2 separate regions of the Sus scrofa genome follow, and region 1 is linked to region 2. The links are chromatin contacts, called in public Hi-C maps. All regions are on one chromosome and are shown on one strand. The core of a region is the stretch at or near the end of the contact, and the rest is flanking DNA. Distances in the headings are between cores, read along the strand shown. Region 1 overlaps ZNF521 (zinc finger protein 521). Region 2 has its middle 360 kb from the start of ZNF521.

The links. A called contact is a pair of places that touch in the nucleus more often than the background predicts.
Region 1: a Hi-C map of embryonic fibroblasts shows a contact between it and region 2, with 2.9 times the contacts expected there. The contact joins two enhancer-like sites. A contact is called at or near these places in 3 of 47 Hi-C or Micro-C datasets (adipocytes, embryonic fibroblasts and heart right ventricle).

The regions. Positions count from the first base shown.
Region 1 is chr6:110,056,529-110,060,622 of Sscrofa11.1, forward strand. All of the region lies in intron 2 of ZNF521 (zinc finger protein 521), which reads right to left. Among named protein-coding and RNA genes, the nearest start is that of ZNF521, 64 kb to the right of the region's middle. Within about 2 kb of position 1,698, at least 10 of the 83 cell types and tissues checked have an H3K27ac peak or open chromatin away from gene starts, as enhancers often do.
Region 2 is chr6:109,762,377-109,766,905 of Sscrofa11.1, forward strand. No RefSeq gene overlaps it. Among named protein-coding and RNA genes, the nearest start is that of ZNF521, 360 kb to the right of the region's middle. Within about 2 kb of position 2,050, at least 4 of the 83 cell types and tissues checked have an H3K27ac peak or open chromatin away from gene starts, as enhancers often do.

The DNA.
Region 1 (4,094 bases), core at 448-2,947, 290 kb after region 2:
ATTTTTAAAAATGACTTTGGGACAACTAGTACTTTAGAAACAGCAGCCAGTTTCCTCTAACTAAGTGCTGGGTGACCTCCGATCCACACACAGGTATCCAACTTCTTGTTGGATGCTTAGGCATTTGGAGTCCACCCGCCTGAATCTCTCTATAATGGACCTTCACAGAACTCATTTGCTTTAGAAATGTCACAGTGCTGGAAAGAGCTCATTCTGATTCCCATTAAATCTCTTAATTCCCATGATTTTTTTCCTCTCAGGAAAGAAAGAATCCCAAAAATGCTTCTCCATCGTTGCAATAAGAGGACTTGCGAGCCTGGTAGATGACAGGAGGGGAAAACATAAAAGAAGAAGAAAACCTCGACTGTGTAACATTAATAATCTGGTTGTGATTTGTACAAAATCCATTTGCATGCACAGAAATTTCATAACTCTGCATACATATTTGGATTTTTCTCCCAACTGTTCAGGGACAGCAAGCGCTGATACTGCATTTAATTAACAAGCAAATGTGATACCCTTCGATGTGAACAATACTGAATGAATTGCTTAAGTTCTTACAAAGATAAATGTACTACAAGCACCACTGTACCAACGCGGAATACTAGAGTAGTCATTTGCCATCATTTTCCCCGGCAAACTTTGGTCTCTCCCAGGGCGCGCCTTCTGCCCAGTTCCACCCTCAACTCTTTCCTTTGGGGTCTCAGCTTCCATGGTGAAATCTGTTTTCCAGATCCTTTGGTAGCTCACTCTTTCTCCTTTCTTCCTTTCTCTCCCTCTCTCCTTTTCCTCTACTGCATTCATCATTATTCAACTGCATTATAAGACTTTAAAAAAAAAAAGCTTTGAAAAAAAAAAAAAGAAAGAAAGAAAGAAATCATTTGATTTTCATTGCCCTGGAGAGAATTAAATACCCCCAAGGAAAAATTCTGGTACATTCTCTGCACACATTTACATGCAGCCAGTGAAGTAAACATTTCCATAATTGCTCACTTCAGAACACGTTACCCAGTTCCTAGGTACAATAACTGTCAGGAGTCAATGAGGAATAAAGAATTTTCCTGAATCCTTGCACATAACCTGACTAGCATTAATAACTCCACAGTTGTACATAAGTTAAGAAATGGATTACTGCCAGACATCAGCCTTGCTCTGAACACTTTGGTCATGTGCTCTTCGTACAGCCATTAACAAAATAGATAACTATTTTTTTTTAAACCTAGGGCTACTGATAACAAAAGCATTCTTCACCTTCTTTCCACTTAGAATAAAAGGCAATAGCCCAAACTATAGCTTTTTTTAGGCTTGGAATTATAGCTACAACATATGGCTTCCATTTACTTCCAATTTTACCCGTACTGTGAGCTTCTTTGGTGAAGTTGTCTTCTATTGCTAAATGACAAAATGAATGATGAAATTCAGTTGCTATGCTAGAAAAACAAAAAACAAACCATGGTGGTTAATCCCTAAGGAAAACTGGACTTCGGTTATGAATCATCCTTACCAGCAATCTTGTAAATCTTAAAGTCTTTATGTCCTAAAAAGTATTGTGAATAAACATTATTTTCTTTAAAAGCCCTGGCAGAAAGGACCCTCCTCCCTCTGCAAGCCCTTTGCAGCTGAGGTTAGAGGGTGTGCCATACCAGCCCTCTGTGATGATTTGAACAGAACTTGCCTTGTGCAGGAGGCGTCAACGAAGGAGACGAGCACCAAGTCTGCTGTTTTTATTGCCTGCTTGCAGGGCTCCTCATATTGCCGAAACCACAATGAAGAGCTTGGGAAGCACAGAATATAAAACCAACCCATTGGCTGTTACGGTATTTGTAATGTTTCTACGAAAGGAGAATGTATATACTTTGTTATCCGCTAAATCTTTACAAGCTTCCCCATTCTTCCCTCGCCAGCCCACTCCCCATGCACCCTCAACACTCCTGGGCGGTCTAAGATTGCCTTGGTCTCTTTGATGACTTCAAAAAGATGGCCATTGTCTAATTAGGCAGGAGCACGGTCTGGGTAAACAGAATATAAATTCAAAATTGACGGGAAATTACTTTTTAATTTTAAAAATGTGGCTAGCTAGACAGTCAACTTCTACAGACAATAAAAGTGTAGCTCTGTGTGTTATAAACTATTTATGACATGTTCAAGGAAGTTTTTCACCCAGGCAGAAAATATCCTTTTAATAAGCCCTTTTTACTACAAGACGCTATTATTGGTATCTTCTTTATTGTTGTTTTCATACTTTCAGCATAAATACAGTGCAAAAAAGACAAAGGCAATGCCGCACACAACTGAAATGTTATACAATTTGCTAAAATGATGAATAAAATTAAAACTGCCTGTCAAAGCAAAATGAAAAGCAATTTTGTTTGCAATTTTCATAGCAGCTACGGAAAAGCAGCCAAATTCATGAACTGCATGCAGTCTCTAGTTTATAAGCACCCACAGTAACTGAAGGAGGTGCTCTAATTAGTAATAATATCAAGAGAACTGCAGCTTGACATTCAGAAGCTCTGGCCTAGCTGCTGGCCTTTTCTGAAAGGCCAGTTCTGTTCTTTGTTCCCCCATATTGACCTATGTATTAATATCAGACTATCTGGACGATTATGAACACCTTAGAAAGCTGGGGTTTGAGTCCAAATTTAAATTTCACCAATCATTCCAAGCACTAACACCTGTGAAACAGGCGTTCTTTGCTCTTAATCCTGGGCCCCTTGCTGGGAGCCCGGAGTACAGATTGCAAATGAGTACACAGGGAGGTGCGATACCACTGTTTGCTACCAAATTTTAACTAGAGCAATTTCTACTAAGTGTTCAGTGTCTGATGCATCGCAGGCCATATTCTTGAATGAAAGGATGAATCGGTGCATGAATGGATAGATAAATGGATTCATCTCTGTCACTATAGCCCATTATGTTTACACTAGTCACATTTGATTTAGATGGAACATAAAGCTTTGTGGGGTGCCTGAGGAAAGGCCAGAAATGAAACTACGTTACAAAAGAGACAACATTAGTCACTTTATTACAACTACTAAGAGACTTGCCAAAATGTTGAGGCTCTAACATAGAAGTCAACCAAGACATAATTGAATGATAAGAAATTTAGGCTCTTCCTTTCACATTCTGCCATAAATAATGCCCTGGTGAAAATTTTCTCGCTGAATGTTGTCCATTGCTCACATCAGATTCTCTATTTGACCCTCTGTCTAGAGCAAAAACACAAAAGTGCAAGCATTTCATTGACGTGAGTGGTTCCACACTCCTTTGGAAAACACATCAATTAAAGATGACAAAATGAATAAATGTTCCATATCAGCATTTTGGTTTATGAAAGCCTCCCCAAGTTCTCATCTGGAATATTTGAATGTGATCATCTTATTAGACAATCTCCCTTGGTATGGTCATTCACAAATAAAAGTAGTGGGATTAAATACGGTCTCGCAAGAGTAAATTATGATTTTGAGCTTCAGACACGGGATTACAATAATTTAGAGTTAATTCAGAGAAACTAAGCAATTAGTTCAGCTAGAAGGCTTGTCTTCCATCAGAAGAAATATAGGTGGAAACTGTCTTCAAACACCCAAAGATCCCTGAGTCAAGAAACACCACAGCTCTTAACAGATAATTCTAGCCTCCGCTGATGACCACCACCCTTCTCAAGCCCCTGGCAGGGCCACCTTAGCAAGTAATTACACAACCCACATTTCTGCAAGCCGTATTTCCATTCTTCAACTGAGGAAACTGGAGAAAAAAGCAGAATTTTTGAGTTTCCACAATACAATAATCAATGCCCTGTCTAGACACAATGGCACTTGAAAAGTTTTTAAGACTGATGACATTTCTATCCCAGTGATTTAAAAGTTCCAATCACTTCACCAAGAAAACAACCAACTAAACAAACCAAACCATTGTTTCTACTTCTTTTGACAGAAAAAAAAGATTTTAGGACCTGATGATATCTGGCACATAATACACACTTGATCAATACTTATCAATGGGAAGAAAAGAAAAAGAGGAGGGGAAAAAAAACAAAAGAAATACATGAGAAAAAGTAGTGTCATCCAAGGCAATTTCCTTTCCTTTTTTTTAAG
Region 2 (4,529 bases), core at 800-3,299:
ATACACATCTATTTACATGCATAAATATATAGGGCTCCATTTGGACAATAACTCCTCAGAAATATTTGCTTTTGGATTCTTGCTTGCAGGGGTGTTTGTAGGATAATAATGACTTGCAGTCACAAAATACCATACTCCAAGAAACGCAAGCATTGAACATGCCTAGTTTATTTCTCCCTCTTGTACAGCGAATGAAGAAATAGAAGACACCATGTCTTTTCATTCCCTAGAAAGGGAGAAACAAGGCACTGATGGAGGCAGCAATGACCAAGAATTAGGACCAGCAATGTCCAGGCATCCACATCACATTCCTGCTCTTATCAGAAGGAGGTATGCAAAGGAAAAATCAGACAAGACGCCCTAACAAACTCCAGGGTCACTGGATTCCTCATAAAACTTCCCTTTCTTCTGGTAAGGCTTCAAAGGCAAAGACTGACCCTGCAGGATGGAGGGTCACTTAAGGACCATTACAGAGCCGGATTCTTGACTTTCTCCTCCTTAAACTCCCATTTAGAAATTGCCTCTCCACACCCCTCCCCCGCGTCTCCTCAGATTATTTGCTCCAAAGTTTTTAATCTACGCACAAAGGAATGGGGCTATAGGGACAACTTGACATCTGTTAATCATTCCTGCTAATCTCTGCGATAACCACAGCATTGCTCCCAGCTACACAAGCTAACCATCCTTAACACACAGGACTTGGTACATTTCTAGCCTCTTTCTAGCCAAATCAAAGAAAGTCTACTGATTTCTTCTGCAGCCCTGTTCTGAGTAAATATGTGATTTCCATTAGGCTTTTTGAAATATGTAAAATATACAGTCTCCCATTACTACACTCAGGACCTCTAGGTGTTTGGGGATCCCATCCTGGGAATCACTCCTATGCCCAAAATGAGTTTGAAGATGAAAATTATTGCTAAGGGGAAAAGGACTGTTGGTGTAACAAGATATTTAAAAGCAAAATTCTTTTCCCCACCTGGGTTGGTCCGGGCCAAGCAAGCAAGAAAAGGATGTTTTCAAAATGAAAGCGACTGCTAAGGCAAAATGTGTAAAACTGAGACACGAGGGCAGAAAGAGAAGAGCATTCACTCAAAAGAGAAGAGGATTCTCTTGTGTTAAGCTCTTCCTCCTGAAATAACATTTCCATTCGGCTGGGCAATTGCCTTGCCTCCCCAAACTTTATTAGCTTTTCGGCAATCACCCCAAAGAGACCCAAAGAAAGGCAGTAGGAATGACACAACTGACATGCGTAACGTGACAGAAGTAAAGGAAGCTGCACACAATTTTTCATTAATGAACATATTTTTTCCTCAGTACTATAAGGAAGGAAATTGTAAATTTGTAATCAGGCAGGTCTCTAGGTTTTCCAAGAATAGCTGTTTTTTCCCGCCAACTAGAGTGAAAAGACAATACGTTTCCCTCTCTGCAAATCCTGATGTGATTCCTAGGTTACTCAGGTTTTCAGAAGCAGTCATAAATCCCTCTTATATTTGTTATTAATTCATTTTGAGAAGCGTTCTTTATTCTAAACCTCCAGGATCTGTTTGAAAGTTTCCTGAGTCTAGAGTTTCATGGAGAAAGGCTGACTGGGAACCAATTTCCACCAGTGGTTTGGGGGTGTCAGAGTCTGGGCCATCAGCCAGAACATTCTACCATGTCCACAGTGAGCATTGTATGGGATCCTTTCTGCAGAGAAGGTTCATGGACACCCCTTTCCCAACACTGAAGGACCAGCTCCTAGAAAGTACCCAGAGGCACCCAGTCACCTCAGTGATCAAGCCAATCGCCTTGTTAATAAGCAGAAAGGAAGGCTATCAGTCCTACTAAATTTCCACTAACTAGCTAATGCAAATAAGGGCAGCTAACGGGCAAAATTTCAACTGTATTCCGTTTACAGAGTTTCTCCACTCCAGATGTAAATGTAAAAGTCTCCTGAATTGAGTACCTTATCGTTCTGGCCCACAGATGGGTTATCCAGAATCTGACCCTCATTTCTCCCAATGAGAAGCCACTTAAAAATAGCTATTGCTCTATATAGCTGTCAAATAAGTGTCTCCTGCAGGGGGCGCAGTGGATGCAGGAACCCAAATCCGCCTCCAATGAGAGGAGGCCTGGAGAAGAAGCATGAGACCAAGGAAAGGAAATTTGACAGTTGGGCATTTGGAAAGTGTTCCTTACAGTCGAGTCTCAGAGGCGAGGGAGGTGTCTCTCAAGGGGGAGTGGTAGGAACCCTACGATCAGAGGCATTTAGAAGGAGGCCTGGCTGGAGCTATGGAAATTTAACCATAGGAAACAACAGAGCCCTGCCAGGGGAGAGAGGAGACAAGTTTAAGAGCCCTTTCCAGCTCTAATTTCTAAGAATCTGATTAGACTACAGAAAAAAAAAGAAAGAAAAGAAAATCTGAAACAGGGGGGAGAAAAGAAACAAAAGCCAGAAGAGAGCCTCATGTAATAATGTTAAGACCTGCAGTTAGAATACGCACTGCTAAACCCCTAATCATCATCCAGCAACTGTCCCAGCCCAGCTGCCACCAAAGGGTGGGTGTCTTAAGAGAAGTCAGGCAGGCAGTTGAAAACTGGGTGGGTGGAGAGGAGACCTCTCTGAACTTATTCTGAAATATGCTGAGAACTTGAGAACCATTTGTCTAAACAAAGTGCTGAAAGAGGAAGCCTATGATGGGGCAGCAGCTAAGGTTCCTTTCCCGGTGGAATTTGGTGATGCCTTCTTGCTGTTAATCAATGCAATACTTTCTAAACGATCTACTTTCTTTAGAAGAGAAGTCTGCACTTGAGCGTTGGACTCCCTTTTTTTTTTTTTTTTAAGGACTTCCGGAGATATTACAATGGCATATGATTTCCCTGATTTTTATCATGCTTAGTCATAGATAATTTGAATCTCCAGGGTGCTAGCTGCTTCACTCCCCTGCCATGATTAAACTTCATTTAAATCAGCCCAGATTAAATATTTGAGTCATATAGTATTCCAGGATGAATAAACAAGTCCTGTATATTTATAACGTGTGTGTGTGTGTGTGTGAAGAACAGTAGACATTTCCATACTTCTAATTTTTTTAACTGGTCAAAAGAACTGCATCCTGAATTGAGGGTGAACCAGGTTCCAAAAAAGCAGTTTTCCTGAGCATGTACAGACAAAGGAAATAGTTTCCTTACGGAAAGAAATCACTTGAAAGCTTTCAGGCCAGACCCTGCTCCGGCTCAGATTTCCTTTCTTTTAGTCCTTTGATGAACCTCTCATATGGAGACACAAGCTTCTTGGGCCTGGTTTGAATTTAAGCTGTTGCTGACTTTAGTGGAAAACTTTATAAACTCAACTCAGGCTTTCTTGCTTTCCTTCACTACTGTCAACTGATTTCTGATATGTTCACGGATGTTCAGCTTGAGTCATTCATGTCATCAACATGGCAGAAAACAAGTCCCCTCTCCCCCCGCCCAAGAGAGAATGAATTCATTCTGTTCCTCTCCTCTGGAGCTCTGAGCACTGCCACCCTCCTTCTGGGGCAGGTGGAGGTGGAGGATACCTGGATGCAGGAAGGTAACATGAAACAGGAGTGATGCTGAAGATCTCATATCTCCCTGGCAGAGTTATGACCAGAACAGTGCCGTGTGGGTCCCATCCGGTACCCATGCACGAAGCCACAGTCTCGACTCCACGTGCGTCTCTTTAGGAAATAGCTGGGTAGAGAGTATAGCTTTAAAGCAAAACCTTGGCTTTTAAAACCAGACTCTTTCTTCTGGTCACTTGAGAATAATATTCTGAATGGATTTCCTTTCCTCTTTGCTGGGCTTTTTGGTGAGAGTTGAGAGGTTAGAATGCCCAGGATATTTCGTTCGGGCACCTGTATTGCCTTCAGGATGGCGAGTTTGAAAAAAAAAAAAAGCCTCGGAATCAAGCTGTCTGGATTTGGAGCCCAGCTCTGCTCCTCAGGTAGGTGACTCCCAGCAAGTAACTTAAGTCTTTCAGGTCTTTGGCTTATCTTTGTATTTGGGATATTGTCCTCAATTTATGGATAATTGTGATGATTAAATGAGATTGGATTTCCAAAGTTCGCTGTCTTGAGTTCGTTCTATCCCTCTGACCCTCTGCTCTTGTTGATAACGTAGCAAATTCTCCTGGCTGTATGTGATTCCAACAATTGTGTCCAGTCTAAGGATGGGACATCCAAGAATCTCCCTAGGGTGTGTGAGGCCTGAGGTAAATCACACTGCATGTCCCCATTCCCACCATGCTTACAAAGGCACAATCAGATTTCAAAGGCAGTTCTGAACTGGAAAGGAATATATCATCACCAAGGGAAACGTTTAAGAAATACGCATGGAAGCAGAAAAAGGGGACATCATGTTTGGGCTCAGGATGGCAGTGTCAGGGGCTGTGAAATACCTTTCCAGACTTTCTATCATCTTGGTTTCCCCACCTCCAGCTGCACTGATTCTCAGTGGCTTCTGCAGTGGGCTTAGCACTTGGTCGCTACTGCAGTACCTGAGGGCCCCCTGGCCCAGGGTGTCCATGC